Regions from separate parts of the Canis lupus genome. Here region 1 is linked to region 2. The links are chromatin contacts, called in public Hi-C maps. All regions are on one chromosome and are shown on one strand. The core of a region is the stretch at or near the end of the contact, and the rest is flanking DNA. Distances in the headings are between cores, read along the strand shown.

Region 1 (5,706 bases), core at 2,184-4,683, 69 kb after region 2:
ATGTATGGACCTGCATTACCTTCCTTGTGTTCTTTAGTGGTCTGATTATTCATGTAGCCGAGATGTAAAATCTTTTGAGAACATAACATAATAGTTATTCATAAAGGCATTTAGGCTGATGGCTTTCTCAGAACGTCCTGCTGTTCAGGATGGACTTCATTTATATTTCAACGAATTTCTAAATGAGGGAAACAGAACATTTTTCCTTTGATTAATTCATTGGTTTTTTAGTCCTCAAGGACTCATATACTGGTGAACTCCAAAAGGAAGTCAGTAAAGGAAGAATGGTAAATTGGAATTGGAACCGTGGAACTTGCCCCATAAAAATCTTTGAACGCTGTTCTAAATTCAACATCTGAAATATAACGGACTACGCAAAGATTTGTGGAAGCTAATTTAAAAAGCTAATTTAAAATTGTACCAAAGAAGCAGTCTTACGAGGTATATGAAGTTGTTAACTTGTCTTAGACCACTCTTTTACGATTATTGGGGTTTTAAGCTACTTTGCCCAAGACTCCAGTACTTTATTTTATTTTATTTTATTTTATTTTTTTGACTCCAGTACTTTAACTAGCATTACTCCTAGTTAGATCACAGAGGCATGCTTTGCATTCTTGGGCTATTCACTGGGAGTGTGCCCTCTGGGGCTATGATTTTAAAGTTTTATATTATTGGATGTACATATGTCTTAGAGTGATCTCCAGAGGCTGACTTTAAGATGAAGACTTGGGGAGATGATCCTAAGAAGTATTTTCTCCTATGAACAGGGTTTTGACCCCACTTTTTGCAGGAGAAAGACCTGGCATTCTTATGCCCAGGGCCATTTGATTCCTTTCTAAACCTGTTCCTATTGTAGCTGAAAAGGGCTCTGAGGCATCAATCAGATCCCACCCCCCACCCCCCCAACTCCAATTGCTTTTTCTGATGCAAGACTGGAGGAGGAAGGTGTGGAAGATGAGAGAGGTTTCAGTTGTAGATTTTTTCATCTTTACTCTGACCCAGAGTGAATTGGGTGTTAACTTAATGGATGTTGTCATCGAGGCTTTGGAAGTGCTCTGTGATGGCCATTGTAAAATTCTGAATTCTGGAACTCAATAGTGTTCTCTTGCCATACCTGCAAGTCCCTTTAGGGGTTTAATAGGTTTGCTTTGCCTGCACCCAAAATAGATTTGCTCAACAAGTTATTATTATTATTTTTTAAAGATTTTATTTATTCATGAGAGACACAAAGAGAGAGGGGCAGAGACATAGGCAGAGGGAGAAGTAGGCTCCATGTAGGGAGCCTCACGTGGGACTCGATCCCAGGTCTCCAGGATCACACTCGGGGCTGAAGGCGGCGCTAAACCGCTAAGCCACCGGGTCAGGCGCCCTGCTCAACAAGTTATTGTCACTAAGGGTAAACACCAAGCTCTGTATCTTGATGGGAAACTCAAAGTCATTAAAAAAAAAAAAAAAAAAGGCAAATCCACCTACCAGCCACACCTGGGTGCATGTATTTGGGTATTGTGCCCAAATATCTCCATGACCTTAGGAAAAAAAAAAAACCCTGAAGAGGTCAGCCTGACATTCTAGAAAGCTGTCCTTAGAACATACTCTATCCACTAGAAGTGGGCCATTAAATCCAGCCCACAATCAAGGGGAGGTACATTAAGTGCTACCTCCTAGGGTTGGGGGATGATCCAAGAAAGGTTGTTTGGGTATGCTAAAACCACCACAGTTATGAATAAATACTTTCTAAAAGATGCTTTGAGGCCCTGCAAGTATCCTATTTCTCCTTTAAAAACTTTGAACATTCATCAGGGGATCTCGCCTGCAGCTATGATTACTGTAGCGTTGTACTTGTGATTTTCTAGCTCTTTCCTTCCTTCCATGTGTATTACCTGGAATTCTTCTGTAAGGAAGATTTGTCCCTTCTCTTCCATTTATTTATTTATCCAATCATTAAAATTTTTAAAAATTGTTTTAAGATTTTATTTATTCATGAGAGATAGAGAGGCGAAGACATGGAGAAACAGGCTCCCTGTGGGGAGCCTGATGCGGGACTTGATCCCAGGACCCCAGGATCACGACCTGAGCCAAAGGCAGACGCTCAACCAACGAGCCACCCAGGCACCCCTCAATCATTTGTTTAAATCAGTTAGGACTCAGGGTATCTATTGCTTGGGTGAGAGTTTTGTTTTAAGATTTTATTTTTAAGTAATCTCTACATCCAACATGGGGCTTGAACTCATGACCCTGAGATCAAGAGTTCCACACTCTACTGATTGAGCCAGCTAGGTGCCCTGAAAGATGTTTTTGAAATGGGAAAACAGCCTCTCGGAATCAGGTGGAGGGAGTGGTAAGAGTGTAGACGCTAAGGAAGAGCACATGGTGGATGGGGCGAAGTTCCTGAGAAGGTCGGCCGCAATGAGATTCACAGGGGAGGCCTTGGTGACAATGAAGGACACTGTTCTCAAAAACAGGACCAGGAAAGACTGGGATGGCCAATTTTGACGTCAGGAAGGAGTTCCCATTAATTAGCTTTTGTCTTCTCAGTCCAGTGGGAAATTGACTTGTGGAATTTAAATTTTCTTGGCCCAAATTCTTGGCTCTAGAGTGGGGTTTCTCAACCACACCACTATTGACAGTTGGACTGGATCATTCTTGGTTGCGGGGCCTGTCCTGTGCACTCTAGATGCCGGCAGCATCCTTCCTCTGTCCTGCCCCTGACCACCACCATATCTTCAGTACCACCAGATGACCCCTGGGGTAGCAAAGTCTCCCCTGGTGGAGAACCGTTGTTCTTTAGAATTCTAGCAATCCACAGGATTCCTGACCATTACCTTTGAAAGACCAGCACAAGGCATTCAGCTAAGTTCCTGCAGAAAGAACTAAACCGCCCTAGCTTGAACACCCGGCATTGTTGCAGTCAATAAAGAAGGGCCCTGTTTTCTTGGGAATAGCTGATATGCTGAGCACACAAGCCCGATGAATCAAGGGGAAGTGGAGTTTTGCTTCTCAGAGAGTCTTTGGTTCTGAAAAGCGGCGGTTATAGCTTTGCTTCATGGTGGAAGGTTGTTTTGCTTTGTGGTTTCTGCGTGGGCTGGGAGAAGCGACTTCGTTGTTATGTCACCCGGGGACACAGAAGCGTTGCACAGGTGAGTTGCTGAACGCCTATTTGTTCTAACCCCGACGTGACACTTACCCAGCTGGGTACGCATTGGTTGCTGGTGAAGCTATCTCATCAGGGAGCCGAGGATGTCGGGGGCTCTTACTCCTTCACAGCTCTCATGTTGTTATCCGAAGACTTGCATTTTGACCTAATTTTTTTCACCTTCAGTAAGTTTGCAACAAGACACGCATTTCCAACAGCAAACATGACAGGGATTAAGGAACAAAGCCAAGGCTGAGGCTCCAGTGACCTTGTGCGACCGCTGATGCCATCTGTTGGCGGCTGGCAGAACTGATGCCCTTTGGAGTTGTGTTTATTGCACAGAAAGTGGAAAGTTGGCTGCTGAGCACCTTCCTTGCACCCTGGAGCTCTGGATTAGAGAGATGGAACGGGAGTGGAAAGGAAGGGAGCGTGGATTTGCTTTGTAGGTCCTGCATCGGTCGTTAATTGGTGCCAGGAATCCAGATTTGAAAGAATGTTAGGAGGGCTTTTTTATTTTTAAAGATTATTTATTTATTTATTTATTCATGAGAGACAGACAGACAGACAGAGGCAGAGGGAGAAGCAGGCTCCAATGCAGGGAGCCCGATGTGGGACTCGATCCCGGGACCCCATGATTACACCCTGGGCCAAAGGCAGGCGCTAAACCACTGAGCCACCCAGGGATCCCCAGGAGGACTTTTTCCAAAAAATATTCCTTTACTTATTTAGAGAGAGCATGTGAACGGGGGTGGGGAGGGGCAAAGAAAGAGGGAGAAAATCTTGAGCAGACTCCCCACTGAGCGCAGAGCCTGACATGGGGCTCAGTGCAGGGTTTGATCCCACGACCCCTGAGATCACGACCTGAGTTGAAATCAAGAGTCAGGTGCTTAACCTACAGCCACCCAGGTGCGCCTTTAGGAGCACTTTTTTTTTTTTTTTAAGATTTTATTTATTTATTCATGAGAGACCAGAGAGAGACAGAGAGAGAAAGAGAGGCAGAGACACAGGCAGAGGGAGAAGCAGGCTCCATGCAGGGAGCCCGACATGGGACTCGATCCCAGGTCTCCAGGATCATGCCCTCCTGGGCTGAAGGTGGCACTAAACCACTGAGCCACCTGGGCTGCCAAGGAACACTTTTTAAAGGTACTAGCTGGGATGCCTATGAGACTTCAAATCCATTTTTGAGTCCTTTGTCATTTAAGAAAGTTAGTCTCAGGATCCCTAGGTTGTTGCAGCGGTTTGGCGCCTGCCTTTGGCCTAGGGCACGATCCTGGAGACCCAGGATCGAATCCCACATCGGGCTCCTGGTGCATGGAGCCTGCTTCTCCCTCTGCCTGTGTCTCTGCCTCTCTCTCTCTCTCTCTGTGACTATCATAAATAAATAAAAATTAAAAAAAAAAAAAAAAAGAAAGTCTCAAGGCACTGGGCTGGGGAGGGGGGTTGTTAACAGAACAGCAGTGAGGTCCCTAACTAAAGGTCTGTCTGTCTGTCTGTCTCTTTTTTTCTAAGAGTCTCTTCTAGAGAGTTAGCCTGCAGCCATGGGGCCAATACTTGTAGAATTTGATTAGTCAGGGACACTGTTAACTCCTCACTTTAATGAAACAAGCTAACATGCGATCATGTAAAATACTATCATATATTACTTTTTTTTTTCTGTGTGCTTTCAAATTCTGTGTATTTGTTTCTACATCAGTCCATTTTGGCCAGCAACCCTTTTCTGATACAAAACTGAGATTTCCAGATGCTAAGTTTTTTGGGGCCATGTAATGTATCTAGTTAATAATGAGAGCCAGAACCAGTGGGTTCCCAGCCCTGACCATACAGAAGAATCACCTGGGCAACTTAAAAAGAAAATCTGGGGTACCTGAGTGGCTCAGTCTGTTAGGCACTTGCCTTGGGCTTGGGTCATGATCTTGGGGTGCTGGGATCAAGTCCTGCGTCGGGCTCCCTGCTTCTCTCTCTGCCTCTGCCTGCTGATCTGCCTACTTGTGCTCTCTCACTATCAGATAAATAAATACAATCTCTTAAGGGGAAAAAAAAAATCCCTGAGGTTGGCCTCACTGCCGTGGGTACTGATTTCATTGCCCTGGAGAAGGCCTGGCTTGTGGGTTTCCCTTTCTGAACTTCAGTGATTCTGAGCTGTTGCTTCTCTCTCTCTCTTTTTTTTTTTTATTAAAGATTTTATTTATTCATTAGAGAGAGGCAGAGACACTGGCAGGTGGAGAAGCAGGCTCCCTGTTGGGAGCCCGATATGGGGCTCAATCCTGGACCCTGGGATCCCTCCCTGAGCTGAAGGCAGACACTCAGCCACTGAGCTACCCAGGCGTCCCTGAGCTGTTGCTTCTCAAAATGTGGTCAGTATTTGGAAACTTGTTAGAAATGCATGATCTCAGGTCCCACCCCAGACTTTCTGAGTCAATCTGCACCACAACGAGATTCCTGGGGGATCCCCATGTGTGCTGAAGTGTGGCAATGCTAGGTGTTGCCTCTGAAGAGGGGTTTACCGAGCTGCTCATTGGTATCTCCCTTACTCCCCTGAGGATACTTGTTTTCTTTTCTTTTCTTTTTTTTTT
Region 2 (5,616 bases), core at 2,815-5,314:
ATATATAGAGAGAGAGAGAGAGAGAGAGAGAGAGAGAGAGAGAGGAGGAGGGAGAAGCAGGCTCCATGCCGGGAGCCCGACGTGGGACTCGATCCCAGGACTCCAGGATCGCGCCCTGAGCCAAAGGCAGGCGTCAAACCACTGAGCCACCCAGGGATCCCTGAGATAGGACTTTCAATGAGCTTTGACAAACCCACAGACCTTATATACAGTCTGTAGGAAAGAGGAAGATGGAAAGGACCATAATACTTTACTCTAGAGGTACCAGGATATTCTAGGAATGAAACATGGCTTCAAATAGTCACAAAGACTGTTCCTTCTGCTGCTATATGCAGAGTGGGTCTCAGCTTTTTCACACTAACTGCAGAGAGGTTTCAGGGTGGGGGAGGGGTGCATCATCAGAATCCAGGTGATGATAATGGACTGAAAAGACTCCTTAGATGATTGATTCTGATGGGCACCCCGCCCCGCCTTCTGAGAACCCCCCTCCTTCACCTATCCAAGGATACAGGCTGTCACAGATGTGTGCAGGCTAATACTCTTTTCCTTCTGCTCATATCATTCCTCCCTGGTAACTTCACTTTGTTCCCTTTTTGCTCTTTGTGCCCCAGCCCCCATTTTAAAATACGTGAATAATCAGCAACTGTAGATTGTACCGTTGTTAATGGATCATTAGTACTATCCTTAATGATGACGGCAACACCTTCAAAGTTCTTTGGAAGTAGATCCTGGGGATTCCGCTGGCGGAAAAGAAACAAAGATAGAATTCTTGCCAGACTTACTGACTTAAAAACACTTTAAACAATGTATCTGACCAGTAGATGCCGCTCTTTTCCCTTTTGTGAATGAGTTATGAATGAATAAGCCTTCCCTTTGCCCTCCCCTCCCCCAAGTGCTGTTGTAGTGAAAACCAATCTGTCCCCAAGTCCTTAATGAATCTTTGAAATTCATCATCTTTTCTTCTGGTGCAGTCTAATTCAGACCCCCCCTCCTCATTCTGTCTCCTGTAATATTCTAATAATACAATAACCTCTTGTCTCTGGTATCCTGCTGCCTTTTCCCATCCAACACACAGCCATCAGAAATCACTTTCCAAAAACAGATTGCTGAAAAATGGTGTCATGGGGGATGGAGTGGGGAGGGACTCTGAAGGCAATGGCAGGAGCAGAAGGGTCAAGGTGAAGTGGGCGCCTTCTCCTGCCAACAGCTAATATTTGTGTCACCTGGATGCAGGAGGGCCGGGAGGAAAGGTAACTGACTAGCAGGGGAAAGGTGGATTCAGAGTCCTGATCTTCCTGCCAAGGAATTTGAACTGGCTCAGTAGGCCACAGAGAATCCCTGAGAGGTTGTGAAAGGGGCAGGATTAGAGCTGTGCTTGAACAAGATTAATGTGACCAGGCACGCGGATGGACTGGATGAAAAGGAAGTTCAGGCAGCTTACTAGAGTCAGGAGCAAAGCACATACAGACTGATTTGCAGTCTGGGCAATGAGGAGGGGTAGTTCTTCAACCATAATATTAATTTCAGTAAAAACAGCTGCAGAATCAATGTCAGGAAACATCTAGGAGGGGGGCGCTTGGGTGGCTCAGTAGGTTAAGCATCTGCCTTCAGCTGAGGTCATGATCCCAGAGTCCTGGCATCTGCCTGCATCAGGCTCCCTGCTCAGTGGGGAGCCTGCTTCTCGCTCTCCCTCTGCTGCTCCCTCTGCTTGTGCTCTCTCACTATCTCTCCGTCAAATAAATAAAATCTTAAAAAAAAAAAAAAAAAAAGGAAACATCTAGGAAGCTGGGAACATACCTACACACTTTTGAAGTCCTGTGTGCATGCATATGTACATGTGGCTTGCCAGTACCTTGCCTAGCTGCCTTTGGGAAGAGGATTAGGTGCCAGAAGCGAAACCACTACACTTGTTGTCAAGTAAGAAGTAGGAAAAAAGGGAAAAACAGCTTGAGCTTCTTCCCGTATCACAGGCTTTCGATGTGTTATTATTCACCACTACAGTGTCAGATTTAGATTTTCCACCTCGAGGAATTCGGTTTAGCTTTAATTAGTTGCTGTGAATATATCTGAGCCAACTCTGGGATGCATTTATCTAGAAAATAGTTTTCACTAAAATATAAGCTGGGTATAGGGTGGTTGTTTTTCTATGAGGCTTTGTATCATGTTCACAGTTATGAATTCTCTCCAGCCATCTGGGTGCTTTTTGCCACAACCCACCACAGTTACACCGGTTATCTGTTTATTAATCATAATTTTAAATACTATAGTATCGAGACCATCTGCAGCACCATCCAAGCTCGGCGAGTAGCTGCAGGGCCGCAGAGCACACATATTTTTCTGAGAAAAGATGATGCTTGCAGGTTCTTCTGCATAGAGGCAAAACGATGCATTTTTCATCCAGCAACTTTTCAGAAAAACAAGCTTAAAAATACCAGACAAATGAAAAACAGACTTCAGCAGTTACATGCAGCTTCCTGAGTAAGTGAAAAATGTGCCTCTTGTGGTTAAAATGAGGGATCTGTTTAATATGGATGAAGTACCAACACTCCAGGCATTTTCATTGACATTTCACTGTGACTTTTTGAACTTAGGAGTGGTGACAGGCAAGCCTACTCTGGCAGCCCTGCGGAGCGGGCGGTGGGACAGCAGCGCAGGCCAGGAGAGGTACAAGGCTGTGTCCGCTTCTCGCTCCCTCTGTTTTCCTGTGCTCTCTGTACTTCATTTTCTTCCTCGCTTTTGCACTTGCCAGTCGTCCAGGATTCCATCTCTGAAGCCAGCCAGGAAAGCAGGCAAGGCTGGGGGCTCGTGCTCCCACAGCCCGTCGCCTCTCCAGCGCTGGGCTTGCAACCCTGGACCAGAGGGGGCGTTTGTAACAAGACCTTCTGCAAAGGTCAAGACACGCTTCTTTCGGTACCTGGAAGCCAGAAGCCACCCAGAGGGGCCGGGCGGGGCACATCTGAGAAACAGACCCAAAGGGTCCAGGCGGGCAGGGAAGCGGGCCCCCCTCCCCCGCCGCCCCCGCCGCCCCCGCCGCCCCCCGGCCCCCTCGCTCGGTCCTCCCCGGCGGCCCCCAGGCTCAGCTCCGGGACAGCCCCGCCGTCTGGCAGGAGCCGGGGAGAGACATGCTGTTTTGTTTAAATCCTCCACATTCTTTGCCATTTCCCCATTGGCCGGATGGGGCTACCCTCCCCGCCGCGGCCGCTGCTGATGTCAGCCCGGCTGGCGCTCGCTCCTCCCGCACCCACCTCCCCGGCCCGAGGCACACTGCAGCTCGGCGCGGACTCCCGGGCCCGGCGCGGCGGCTGCAAACTCGCGGGCACGCACGGCGCTCGCCGAGCCCGGGCACTCGGGGGAGGGAGGGCCGTGCGCGGAAGGCGCCGCCTCCTCCCGCCCGCCCCGGCCGCCGCGAGCCCCGCTCGGAGCAACCCGCGGCCCAAGCCCGGCGCAGCCGAGCGGCCGCGGCTTCCCTTTCCTCCCGCCGCGAGCCCCGGCGCGCCTCGCGGACGGGCCCTAAAAAGAGCAGGAAATCTTGTTTACCGCCCGGGGAGAAGAGCCGGCCGAGCCTTTGTCTGGAAAGTCAGCATCTCCGGCTCCGGCTGCAATGGGCTCCTGGTGACATTCGCCTTCGGGCAGACCCGCCGGAGCGGGGGTCGCCAGGTTCAGGCGGCCCGAGGCGGGGGACTTTTTGTGCATTTCGTCTTAATTTTCGGAAAGCTCTCTCTTTTCCTCCCTTGCCCGCCACCGGGCATGTCCTGATCCGGCGGCCGCTCCTCCCGCCCGGGGCCGCCGATCCGAGCGGTTTCCAGCGGGTCCCCCTCCCGCCCTCCGCGGTCCCTCCCTGACTTTGCAACAGCGCGTCCGGGAGGACCGGCCCCGGCGAGGCAGGAGGCGGGGAGCCCCGGACGCCCAGACCCGAACCTTGACATGCTCGCGGGCGGAGAGGAGGAAGCCAGGAGCTGAGCGCGCCGCCGGGGCTGCTCCGCCCGCCGGCTCCGAGCGCAGGGCTCCGGGCGCCCTGCCCCGCGCCTGGGCGGCAGCCTCGCCCTTCGGGGGCGCCCCCCGCCCCCGCCCCCGCCCCCGCGCCCGCGCCGGGGGCCCGCGGCCGGCAGGACCATGCTGCTGAAGGAGTACCGGATCTGCATGCCGCTCACCGTGGACGAGGTAAGCGCCGCCGCGCCGGGCCCGGCCTCGCCCCCCCCCCCCCCCCGCCCCGGGGCGCCGAGGACCCCGCCGCAGCCTCTGGTCGGCGGAGCCTCCGCGGGCGGCGGGGAAGCCCTGCGGGAGCACTACCTCCCGAGTGGAAGGCTGGAGGGGGGGAGTTGCTGTCTCCACTTGTCACCCCAGCGGGGGAGGGCGGCGTTGGGTGGGGCGGTGGACTCTAGGTGGAGTCTTGGGGGGGCACCCAGAGCCAAAGGGAATCGGTGCGCCCCCCCCTCCTCCAATTAAGAAAATGAACAGAGCAAAGCCAAGCGCCCCAAGCGCGTCCTGCCGGCTTGGGGTGGGGTGTGTGTGGGGAGCGGCACCCGGTCCTGGCGTGGGCCCCGGCTCCCCTCCCGCCCTTCGCTGCAAGGTCTGGGTTGGGTAGGGGAGAAGCCTTTGCCCTCGGGATCGCCAGGCCCGGAGTCCCGCTGGGGGGCACCTCGGAGCCCTAGGGCAGCCCTCCCCGGCCCGGACTTCTCGCCGTCGCCGCCGGCCTGGGCGCCGCTCCCGCCACGCCCGCGCATCGAGGCTCCCAGACCTGGCTTCGACCTTTCCGCAAACCGCCTGGCTCGGAAACTTTCTGCGTCTGTTGTTTCTCCAGCGGCGGGGAGCGTGGTCTGCGGGCGAGCCGGGAGCGGCGGGGACGCGGGCGCGGCCACACGGGGGCGCCCCAGCACGTGGGTGCCGGCCCGGGGCTCCGCTCCGGGGGCTGCGGCTGCGGCTGCGGCTGCCGGGCGGGGGGCGGGGGCCGGGGGCCGGGGCGCTGGTCCTCCCACCGCTGCTCCAGCTCCATTCTCCAGATCTCCCGAAGCTTCAGGCTCCATCATTCAGGAAATGACTCAGTGAGGAATATTCAGGCCCCAGCATCCCCCCCACCCCTACCTTTTTGGTGTTTTCACAATTGCTTAGCGCCCGTCCAGGGACGTCAAGGAAGCGTGAAGCCAATCGGGGAAATTTGAGACTCACTAGTGTGGGTTAGTGTGCCCCACCAAAGAGACTGCGAGCCAAACCGTGTGTCTATTTAAATACAGAGCATCTAATCTATCAGGTATATTAGTGAGCCTCTGGCTTGTGGAAGGGGCGAGGCGCTTTGGGCAAGAAGCAGGTATTTAACAGATAAAGGGACTGCGCTCCCGAGGGGCCCGTCTTAATCTGTCATCTGGAGCAAGTGTTGAGGCAGGACCCATAGTACAATCCAAGGCAAGATACAAGTAGCTGCGAGTTGACAAAACTATACATCCCCGGGACACTGGTTGTCAAAGAGAGAGGTCAGGCCCCCACCAGAATGATCCACCTGGCTGGCGATGCTGCCTGTTGGCATTTGAGGAGATAACGTTGGAGCAGAGTCTGGAAGGATGGAATGAATCCGGGTGGATAGGCAGTTTTGGGGGATGCATCTCGACCGTGTCGATCAAG

The links. A called contact is a pair of places that touch in the nucleus more often than the background predicts.
Region 1: a Hi-C map of blood shows a contact between it and region 2, with 2.8 times the contacts expected there. The contact joins the enhancer-like site here to the promoter of PITPNC1 in region 2. A contact is called at or near these places in 3 of 9 Hi-C or Micro-C datasets (amygdala and blood).

The regions. Positions count from the first base shown.
Region 1 is chr9:13,870,083-13,875,788 of UU_Cfam_GSD_1.0, forward strand. All of the region lies in intron 1 of PITPNC1 (cytoplasmic phosphatidylinositol transfer protein 1), which reads left to right. Among named protein-coding and RNA genes, the nearest start is that of PITPNC1, 68 kb to the left of the region's middle. Within about 2 kb of position 3,434, at least 2 of the 20 cell types and tissues checked have an H3K27ac peak or open chromatin away from gene starts, as enhancers often do. A contact at or near this core is called in blood, where this site is marked.
Region 2 is chr9:13,800,647-13,806,262 of UU_Cfam_GSD_1.0, forward strand. It overlaps PITPNC1 (cytoplasmic phosphatidylinositol transfer protein 1), which reads left to right and starts at 4,065. Exons shown (of 9, transcript XM_038546821.1): 1 at 4,065-4,161. The coding sequence starts at 4,114.